3 separate regions of the Mus musculus genome follow, and all the other regions are linked to region 1. The links are chromatin contacts, called in public capture Hi-C and promoter capture Hi-C maps. All regions are on one chromosome and are shown on one strand. Each heading gives the region's core, a stretch centred on a gene start, on an enhancer-like site or on the middle of the called end of the contact. The rest is flanking DNA. Distances are from core to core; before and after follow the strand shown.

Evidence for each region. Promoter capture Hi-C pulls out the DNA fragments that hold promoters and counts their contacts. Capture Hi-C pulls out chosen DNA fragments and counts their contacts.
Region 2: a capture Hi-C map of embryonic stem cells shows a contact between it and region 1, with 5 times the contacts expected there. The contact joins the promoter of Magee1 here to the promoter of Fgf16 in region 1. A contact is called at or near these places in 11 of 39 promoter capture datasets (the 3T3-L1 cell line, cranial neural crest, embryonic stem cells and 4 more), 9 of 484 Hi-C or Micro-C datasets (Th1 cells, embryonic stem cells, reprogramming fibroblasts and 1 more), 8 of 115 datasets of contacts at active chromatin or transcription factors (embryonic forebrain, embryonic stem cells, fetal liver and 2 more) and 2 of 9 other capture datasets (embryonic stem cells and macrophages).
Region 3: a promoter capture Hi-C map of embryonic stem cells shows a contact between it and region 1, with 6 times the contacts expected there. The contact joins the promoter of Fndc3c1 here to the promoter of Fgf16 in region 1. A contact is called at or near these places in 1 of 39 promoter capture datasets (embryonic stem cells), 1 of 484 Hi-C or Micro-C datasets (embryonic stem cells) and 1 of 9 other capture datasets (embryonic stem cells).

The regions. Positions count from the first base shown.
Region 1 is chrX:105,763,095-105,765,794 of GRCm38.p6, forward strand. Fgf16 (fibroblast growth factor 16) reads left to right here and starts at 1,383. Exons shown (of 3, transcript NM_030614.2): 1 at 1,383-1,720. The coding sequence starts at 1,447.
Region 2 is chrX:105,119,009-105,121,948 of GRCm38.p6, forward strand. It overlaps Magee1 (melanoma antigen, family E, 1), which reads left to right and starts at 1,370. Exons shown (of 1, transcript NM_053201.4): 1 at 1,370-2,940. The coding sequence starts at 1,603.
Region 3 is chrX:106,483,616-106,486,739 of GRCm38.p6, forward strand. Fndc3c1 (fibronectin type III domain containing 3C1) reads right to left here and starts at 1,614. Exons shown (of 27, transcript NM_001007580.1): 1 at 1,330-1,614.

The DNA.
Region 1 (2,700 bases), core at 133-2,632:
GCAAGCAACAACGCCATTTAATAAGGAAGAAGGAGGCGAGCGCCAGAGGCCCAGAGGGACCGTGGGGTTCAGGTGCGGGGCAGAGATGCAGGGGCTTGCGGCAGGCAGGCACCTGCTCGCCAGGTCCTCTCCACCCAGCCTCTCTTTCTGGCAGCCGCCAGTTCCCACCCCTGACGGCCGCTCTTCCTGATAGAGTTTCTTGGAACAGGGCACAGGACAGAGCGAGGAAACACCTGTTTCCAACAAGAAAAGAGGTGTATAGGGGGAGAGCCCCCACCAGGCTTCCAATGGCCTCTCACAGAGCTTGCTCTCCTGAGCCTTGTAAAAGCGCGCCCAGAAATCCATGGAGATCATTTTTCAAAAAGATCGCTTTCTATGTCTTAGCCTCCACCCCTCTATGTCTAAGCCACAACGTCCTTTTTAAAAAGTCTTCTTTCCCTCTGGGATTTCCCGCTCCTCCCAGACCCTTTAAGCGCCCCCACCCTTTGGTGCCTGCAGGGACCTCCACCACCTCTCAAGACCTTACAGCTGCAACTGCGTTTGGCTTCCAGAACGTTTTCGCTTCCTCAGACCCCTGTGGACCTACAGGTGGGGAGTGGGACTAAAGGGCAGCAGAACAAAGGAGCTGGAGCGCCCCTGTCCCGGGCCAGATACCCCTTCCGCAGCCTCTTTTGGGCCAGAGAAGAGGAGCTCAACAGCGCGAGGACTCCCTCCCCCCAGCCCCGGTCTCCGGCACTTCCCAGAGGGGAGCAGCGGGAGGATGCGTGGGAGGCGGGGGTGGCCCTTGCAGCAGACCGACAGACAGACCCCGGAGGAACTAGCCTGCGTGGCCGTGGTCGCCAATGGCCTCCACGTACTGGGCTCCGTTATTTCATCAGCAGTTTAAGAAAACCTGCCAAAAGCAGTTATGCCTCACTGCAATGTGTAGCTTTTTCCTGCCATTTTTTTCATAATAAAAGAGGGAGTGAAGCTCGCTCGCTCGCTCCCCGCCTCCACCCCCCTCTCCCAAAAAGAGCCAAATGGATACGAGAAGGGGGGAAAAAAGGAAAGAACCCACACACCAATCTCTGAGGGGATGCCAGTGAGGTGTGGCTTGTATTTAAATATCCAATATGTCAATGGAAGGGGAGTGGGTACGTATATAAAGTGCCATTTGCATCTGATAGCTCCAGGAAGCCAGCTATGAGAGGCCAGGAGAGATGGATGCGGAGGGGAAGCCGAACTTTAACTGAGAGCAAGGTCAGGAGCGCGCTGCCCCACGCTCCCCGCCGCTGAGAAGTTCTTTGGACGCGAACAGACGTGTGCTGCAGCTGGGCAGAGCGCGGAGCCGAGCAGCGAGCGAGCGAGCAAGCGAGCGCCGCCGACCCGCCCGCCCGCGCCCGCCGCCAAGACAGGCAGTTCGCGCCCCGGGGCCCCGGCTCGGCCCGCGCCGCCGCCGGCCCCGCCATGGCGGAGGTCGGGGGCGTCTTTGCCTCCTTGGACTGGGACCTGCACGGCTTCTCCTCCTCTCTGGGGAACGTGCCCTTAGCTGACTCCCCGGGTTTCCTGAACGAGCGCCTGGGCCAGATCGAGGGGAAGCTGCAGCGCGGCTCGCCCACAGACTTCGCCCACCTGAAGGGGATCCTGCGGCGCCGCCAGCTCTACTGCCGCACCGGCTTCCACCTTGAGATCTTCCCCAACGGCACGGTGCACGGCACCCGCCACGACCACAGCCGCTTCGGTGAGGACCCGGCCGTGGAGGGGTGGTGGGGGAGAGGGAGCGGACGGACCGCGGACTAGGGAGCCGTCGACGCGGGGCTGTCCCGCAGGGGTCCCCCCGAACCTTCTAGCACCGGACGCCGTCCGGACCCGTCGGGGTGGGATGCGGTGGCAGGGCCCTAAGCCTGGCGGGGACTCGGTGGCCCCCCGCGCCCCGCGACGCTCCCCGGAGGGGGCGGAGGCGCCTCGCGGTGCGGCCTCTTCCAGCCGCTCCACCCTCCCTCCTCCCGGAGCAAGGGGTTCCCCGTGAGAGCCCATCGTCGGGTCTCCGAGGGAAGCAGGTGGAGTCTGGAGAGGAGCCGAAGTCCTCGACTAGGAGGCAGGGGACCGCGGCCAGAGGAGTCTTAAGGGTGGCAGACCCGTCGCGACTGATCGCCCAGAGCAGGAGCCTCCACGGGCCAGCGGCCCTTACCCAAATCACTTTTATCTGACGGGGATCCGGCCGTCATGGCACTGGTCATCCTCAGGGGTGGCTCTGCCCAGGGTAGAAGCCAATCCAGGCAGCACAGCATGAGCCTGGGAGCCTGGGAGCTGAGAATCTAGAAAAACCTTGGGGTGCCCACTGCCTATGAACAAGTCTTGGGTATCTTTTGCCCAGAACTTACTCCTCGCCCACGTGAGGGAACTGCCCCGAACCCACTGCCAGCCCCAGAAACAGGAAATGTCTAATCTCCAGGCAAGATTGCCTCTGCCAGCCTGCGACTGTACAGATTGTTCAGAGCACCCAGCTGCCTGCATCGCCATACAGAACTAATTACACGATTAATATAAACCTTGATCTGGGACGGCAATCTTTAGGCTTCTAAGCAACTGTGTTCCCTCTTCTGTAATTTGCCGGGTTTTTTATTTTCAATTTCCTATTCATTATTAAGCCATCAAACAGGTGTGGTGACAGCTAGCCTTTCTCCTCCGCCGCAGTGTCCTCGGCTTCCTCCCTAGGTC
Region 2 (2,940 bases), core at 120-2,619, 640 kb before region 1:
TGTGACCACCCCTGAGTGTTCCATATGTGACTGTTCTATTGTACATGGTATAATTTTGTGTGCAGCTATTAAATTAACAACTTTATTTAAATTGTGATCTCTTTTAATTCTAGTGCAGGCACATGGAAGAGCCCCTTCTTTGTGTGTGCTTGACAGTCATTAGGAAACATGAACTCTCATGCACACTAATGTGAACAAGAAGGAACACTCAACTCCCCAAATGTACACGTGTCTTCTGCTGCAGCAGAATATAGCATGGCATTTTTAACTGCATTCTGGGCTTGCTTCTCACCAGCTTGATTTTAATAGACTGTAGCAGAATCTTTGGGAAAGCTCCTCCACAAGTTTCACTTATGAAAATGAGCCTGTTCTCCTAACCATAGACATTAGCCAAGATTCAGAGGCTAATCATATGCACATATTTAGGTAATGCTGTAATAGGCCCATAGTCGATTTTGTGGACCCATGTGCTGAATGCAATGTGGATAACATAAAATATTGTTGGAATATGACACCATATGATTGATTCTGTTAAAACCAGTTGGTACTGCACAAAGCTACACAAGATTAACTTCACAGAAACATGCAGAATACTGGCAGCATAGGTAACCATGAGGCCCTATAAGGAAACCAAATGTTTCCTTCTATCCATTATCCTTCTAATTCTGGACAGCTTCCTGTGCTTTAGCTGGCTCATATTCCAGTAGCTCTTTAGTAACTAATAGAAACCTTCCCAGAGACTTGCCTCCATAAACCATGCTAATTGCAGTTTTCAAAACCTGACAGTGAGTTTTTCTAACAGACCCCATGGTGCTAACTAACTGTCCTAGGATAATTAATTTTGGGTGTGGTTGGAATAGCACTATTGAAGGACTCCACAAAAGAGATTACATTTTTCTACATTGGTAAGGGTTGGGACTGTGCAGTGAAAATTTCTAGCTAGCTACAGGTTTCCTAAGTAGAACTAAATCCCAGCCCTTTGGAGAAGGGGCAGTAATTTGAGAGGTATTAGAGGTTTCGATAGAGAAAATGACAGAGGAGACAAGGGAGGGGATGAAAGCTGCACCCTTCCATGCGCCACGCACATTTTCCCCAATGCATCCTTAGGATGCAATTTTGAAAATCTATCAAGTACCTGACACTTGGGTAGAAACCTTCTAGTAGGTACCCTGACTCTTGAGAAATAGCTAGTATTACCTCCATTTACCCATCTGCTCCAAGCTCCTTGTCTCCTATCAAAGCCTCCCTCCTGCCATTGCGCAGTTTTGGTGCAGAATCACCAGGTCCACTTTCGCAAACCCACGGGAGAGGCTGGGTTGGGCGGGGTCGCCTTGTCGCAGAGCCCAACTGCGCCTGCGCGGACTGCGGCAGAAGGCGGGGTGTGAGAGGCGAGCATTCTGAGACTAGCGTTCACAGTCGGCTAGAACCTTCGTTCTTGCCCACCACCTCTAATTTCTGCTCCTGCGACTTGCTCGGGCCTGGCAGCAGCAGCATTCCTGCTCTAGCGGCAGTTCCGTGCAGAGGCGCCTACATACCTCTCCCCCTCGTCTGTGAGATCGCGGGCCTGTCAGTGTCAGCTTCCACACGTCGGTCGACAGGACCATGTCGCTGGTAAGCCAGAATTCGCGCCGCCGCCGCGGTGGAAGGGCCAATGCGCGCAGAAACAACGGGAAGGGTCACCCTGCTGCTGTGCCAGGCCCAGACGTCCCTCGGGATCGCAACGATCCTAAGATCCTCCAGGGCCTCCGCGCCTCTGAGGGCCCTGGCACCTCCATGCTGCCCACCCCCCGGGAGGGCCCAAGCGCCTCTGTGCCGCCCACCGCCTCAGAGGGCTCAAGCGCCCCTAGGCAGTTCATCATTTCCCAGGGGCCGAACACCTCCGAGATGCCCACCTCCAGGAAGGGTCGGGGCGCCTCCCGGCCTCCTGCAGTTTCCGCAGGGCTGAACACCGCTATGTCAATCACCGCCTCGGAGGGCCCGAATAGCCCTGTGCCGCCCACTGCTCCTAAAGGCTCAAAGGCCTATGAGCATCTCCCTGTCTCAGAAGGGCTGGCCATCTCTGAGCAGCGTCACTCTGATGGGGGCCCTAACATGGAGCCCACCCTGGGTGAGGGCCCGGGAATCTCGGTGCCGCCCACCTTCTCTGAGGAATCGGGCATTTCTGATGAGGGCTTGAGCATCTTTATGTCGCCCAACATCTCGGAGGGACCGGGTATCAACGAGCCCTACTCCGTTAGTGAGGACCCAAGCACTTCGGTGCCGCCCACTGACTCTAATGGACTGGGCATCAACCTGCCGCCCACCTTCGGTGAGGGCCTGAGCATCTCTATGCTGTTCTCCGCTTTGGAGGAACCCGACATCTTTGCGCCGCCCCCCTCCGCTGAGGGACTGTTCGCCTCCATGTCGCCCCCCTCCGGTGAGATCCAGAGCTCCTGGGTGTCGCCCATCATAATGGAGGGATGTAACGTCAACGTGCCGCCCACCTCCAAAAAGGGACTGCGCACCTCGGTGCCATCAGCTGCTTGTGAGAGCCCGAGCACCTCAGCCGAGGGCCTGAGCTCGTCCCTGTCATCCATTTCTGCTGAGGGCTTCTGCAGCTCGCTGGCGCCATGCGCTGCGGAGGGATCCTGTGAGCTGCTTCCCTGCGGGGAGGGCCGGAGCACCTCGGAGCTGCACTGCCTGGGGGAGGGGTCGAGCACCTCGCAGATGTCCCTAGCTGCCGAGGGCCCTAGCGCTTCTGGGATGCCCACTGAAGCTAATAACCCCGAGGAAGCACTGAGCTGCTGTGCTTCTGAGCGCAGGAACAAGAGCACCTCCCGTGCTCTGCAAAAGGCCAAGGATCCATCTGTACGCCCAAAGCGTGAAGACCGCTTCCTGGATTTCCAGGTCCTGAGAGACAGTAAGAATTCCAACTCCATCACCATTATGGGCCTGGGCACC
Region 3 (3,124 bases), core at 364-2,863, 720 kb after region 1:
GGAGCCGGAGCCACAGTGGTCTGGAAAGACTTCTACGCAGGCTTGCTTTGAGGTGGACACAAAAGCAGGTGGAAAAAAAATTCACCTAAAACTGTGCTTTACAACCCTGCCATTCAGGCTGCTGTTTACCATTCAGTCTGCTATTTACTGTTGAATGAAAAAGTTGGTATTAGGCATTATTTAAAAAAAAAAAAAAGAACATTCTCAGGAGACTACCTTTAATTTGCTACCCTTCATGAACATTTTACGTCTTGATGAATGATTAAAATTAACATATATCTCGCTTGTGGAGAAAAACATGAGCACAAGTTTCTGAGAACGAATTTTCCGTTCTTCACAAAACAAAACGCAGGGTAACAAAATATTTACAAAACTAAACCATGAACGCTCCCTGGTATTCCTGTTACGCACTCTATATGACACAGATATTACTTTAAGAATCATATTTCAAGTATATTCATTATGTGGAATGTCAAAGGAGGGGGCAGAGTGCGCCAGAGCCGGGCAAGGCACAGGGAACTTTGGTGCGCAGTACCCAGCCTAGTACCCAGTAGCAAAAGAGCTGTTTTCTCCTTTTTCAGGTGTTTAAGTTTTAAAGAAATGTTTAAATTCCTTAATCCCCTTTAATCTGTCAGAATAATGAGAAAATAATTACGAATTTCTTAAATGAATTTGGCATCAAAATAATTTCCAAACAATTAATTTGTTTGTTAAGTAGACAAAATTCGGGATGAAAAATTTCCAACTGTACCACCGGGAAGGAACCAGACAACGTGCTTCCGAGTATTTCACAAGGCAACTCATTCAAGCAAGCAAGCAAGCAAGCAAGCAAGCAAGCAAGCAAGCAAGAGCAACAATAAGAAGAAAATAAGTAGAAAGTTCAAGAACATTACCAGTTAGTTTTCTTCTAAGTTTTGGAAAAGTTTACATCCACGAAAACAACGATACCCTCAAGGCGCAATACCAAAGTACAGATATAAAACAAAACAAAATACCAACGATTTTTCAACAATCTTTCCACCTTAAGCCATAAATACTTATCCCATAGGTGGCTAAATAAATGATGCCCAGCTCAGGGCAATCCTCTTGTGTACATTCCCCAAGGAATCGAAATTTCTCCCCCTAATAAAGTGAGCACCTAGTTCACTTACCAGTCAATGTATAAACGAAAAAGAAAAAGGAAAAACAAACAAACAAACAAAACAAAACCACAGAACGGAATTAGAAAAGATTTTCTGCAAAGCGTTCACAGAGAGTAAGAGCTCCGAATTCTGCAACTAATTGCACACAGAAAAGTATAGATAGTTGCTACAAAGTCAAGGAGCATACCTAAGCAGATACAAAAATGCTTCTCCAAAAGCCTCGCTCTTCATTCAGGTACTTCTCGATCTGACTCCAGATAGCAAGAGATCCGGCGACAGTGACCGATTCAAGATTAAGAAAAGTAAAAGACCGGGCTGGAAAACAGTCACAAATACAAAGACAAGCAAGTGAAGCTAAGCGAAGAAAGGGAGCTGGCGGGACCTATGGGGCAGGCCACCGGACGCGAGGCACAGGAGAGCAGTAGAAGGTCCATGCGGCACCCAATGGCTGGAGGGGACCGCGCCTTTTACATGGTCTGAATGGAGACGAAAGCCCAGATGTAGGAGGAACTTTCGGTGTCCTCTTGCCCTCCCCCCACTCCCCGATCCCAAACTCAGAAACTCTTCCCTCCAAAAATATCCCCTCACCTCCTCGAGTCGGCCCCAGCAGCGGTGTAACCCTATCCATCAGCATCCCAGCAACAGGCACATCCAGCCCCTGGCCTGTTGGCCCCGCCCCGCCCCGCCCCCTCGCCCCTCGCCGCCCCTCCCTCACCGCCTCGTGCTTCTCTCGCGTTCCATCCGGTCACCACCGCACGGTCCGTGCCCCCTCCGCGCTCACCCGGCCGCCTGCTCACGCCCCCTTGGCGGGGTGGCCAGCTCGCGTCTCCAAAGACGCCAACAGCCGTTGGGGGTGGGGGGTTCGGGGGGTGGAGAAAGAAAGGCACAAAGTTAGGAGCTACAGCAGCAGCTGTTCGGAGCCCAAAGGCTGAGAGGGGAGGGGTGAGAAAGAAAAAGTGACAGGAAAAGAAAAACAAGAGTGGCTGGGGGCCCGCGCCCCCCGCTGTCGACGCAGTGGGGTCACAGGCCCGCGGCCCCAGGAGGGTACCAACAGACTAACCAGGCCACCAGGTCAGGGGAAAAGGGAGGGAGGGGGCGGGGACTGGCCGTGGCTCCTTGACCGCCCCTCTCACCCGGTGCTGACAAAGATCCCATTCTTTCCTATTATCCCTGGTGGGTCTTCTCTGTCTTTTAAGCCCCTGAGCTTTTCCGAAAGCCCTGGACCTCATTGCTATAGTGTGCAAGCAACAAGTTATTTCAGGAACAACTGAGAGTGGTGGATTGAGCACTCCTAGATTTCAATGGCTGAGGTTTTCGGGCACTGAAAGACCTCTGCTTCTGAGGTCTGCTCAGGGCAAAATGAGCCCAAAGTGAGTGCCAGGCTGGGTGCAAGGGAGCTTGTTGGAAGGCATTGCCCCCCTTCCCAACCACAGAAGGAATACCACTCATCAAACTTTACCTACTTGCTCCTCTCTTGCCTTTTTTGCATTGTTTTTGAGGTCTCTCTGAGCCTGAGAACTCACGAGTGACTGCAGTGGTTCTCATTTTTCTTGGCTAAGGACTGTCAGTTGAGAGAGGTTCCCATCCCCAAATCTAGATAGTTCTGAGCCCTACTTTGACTCTGCAGGCGGTCCTTAGCTGGTCCCAGATTTGTCCCATACAGCTGCCATCCTCTGTTGCCAGGCTTTCTGAAAGAGGGTTAAAACTCATCGATGGACATCAAAGGACACTGACTCAGTGCGTGTCTACCCCCCAACCCCCAGGCCCGGGTATGGAAAGCTACTGCTCTGAGTTCTTTCATATGAGGGCCTTTTACCTCTTTGTATACTACGCTATTCACTCATTTGCGCAATCGTGGGACCGGCCAACCTTTTCTTCCGTTCTCTTGTGAGATTAGCACTCCCAATTTGCAAACCTATCTCCTTGGTCATTTTATTGTGTGGATTCTGTTTCGTAAGGGTCTGTGGCAGCTGCGGCCCCAA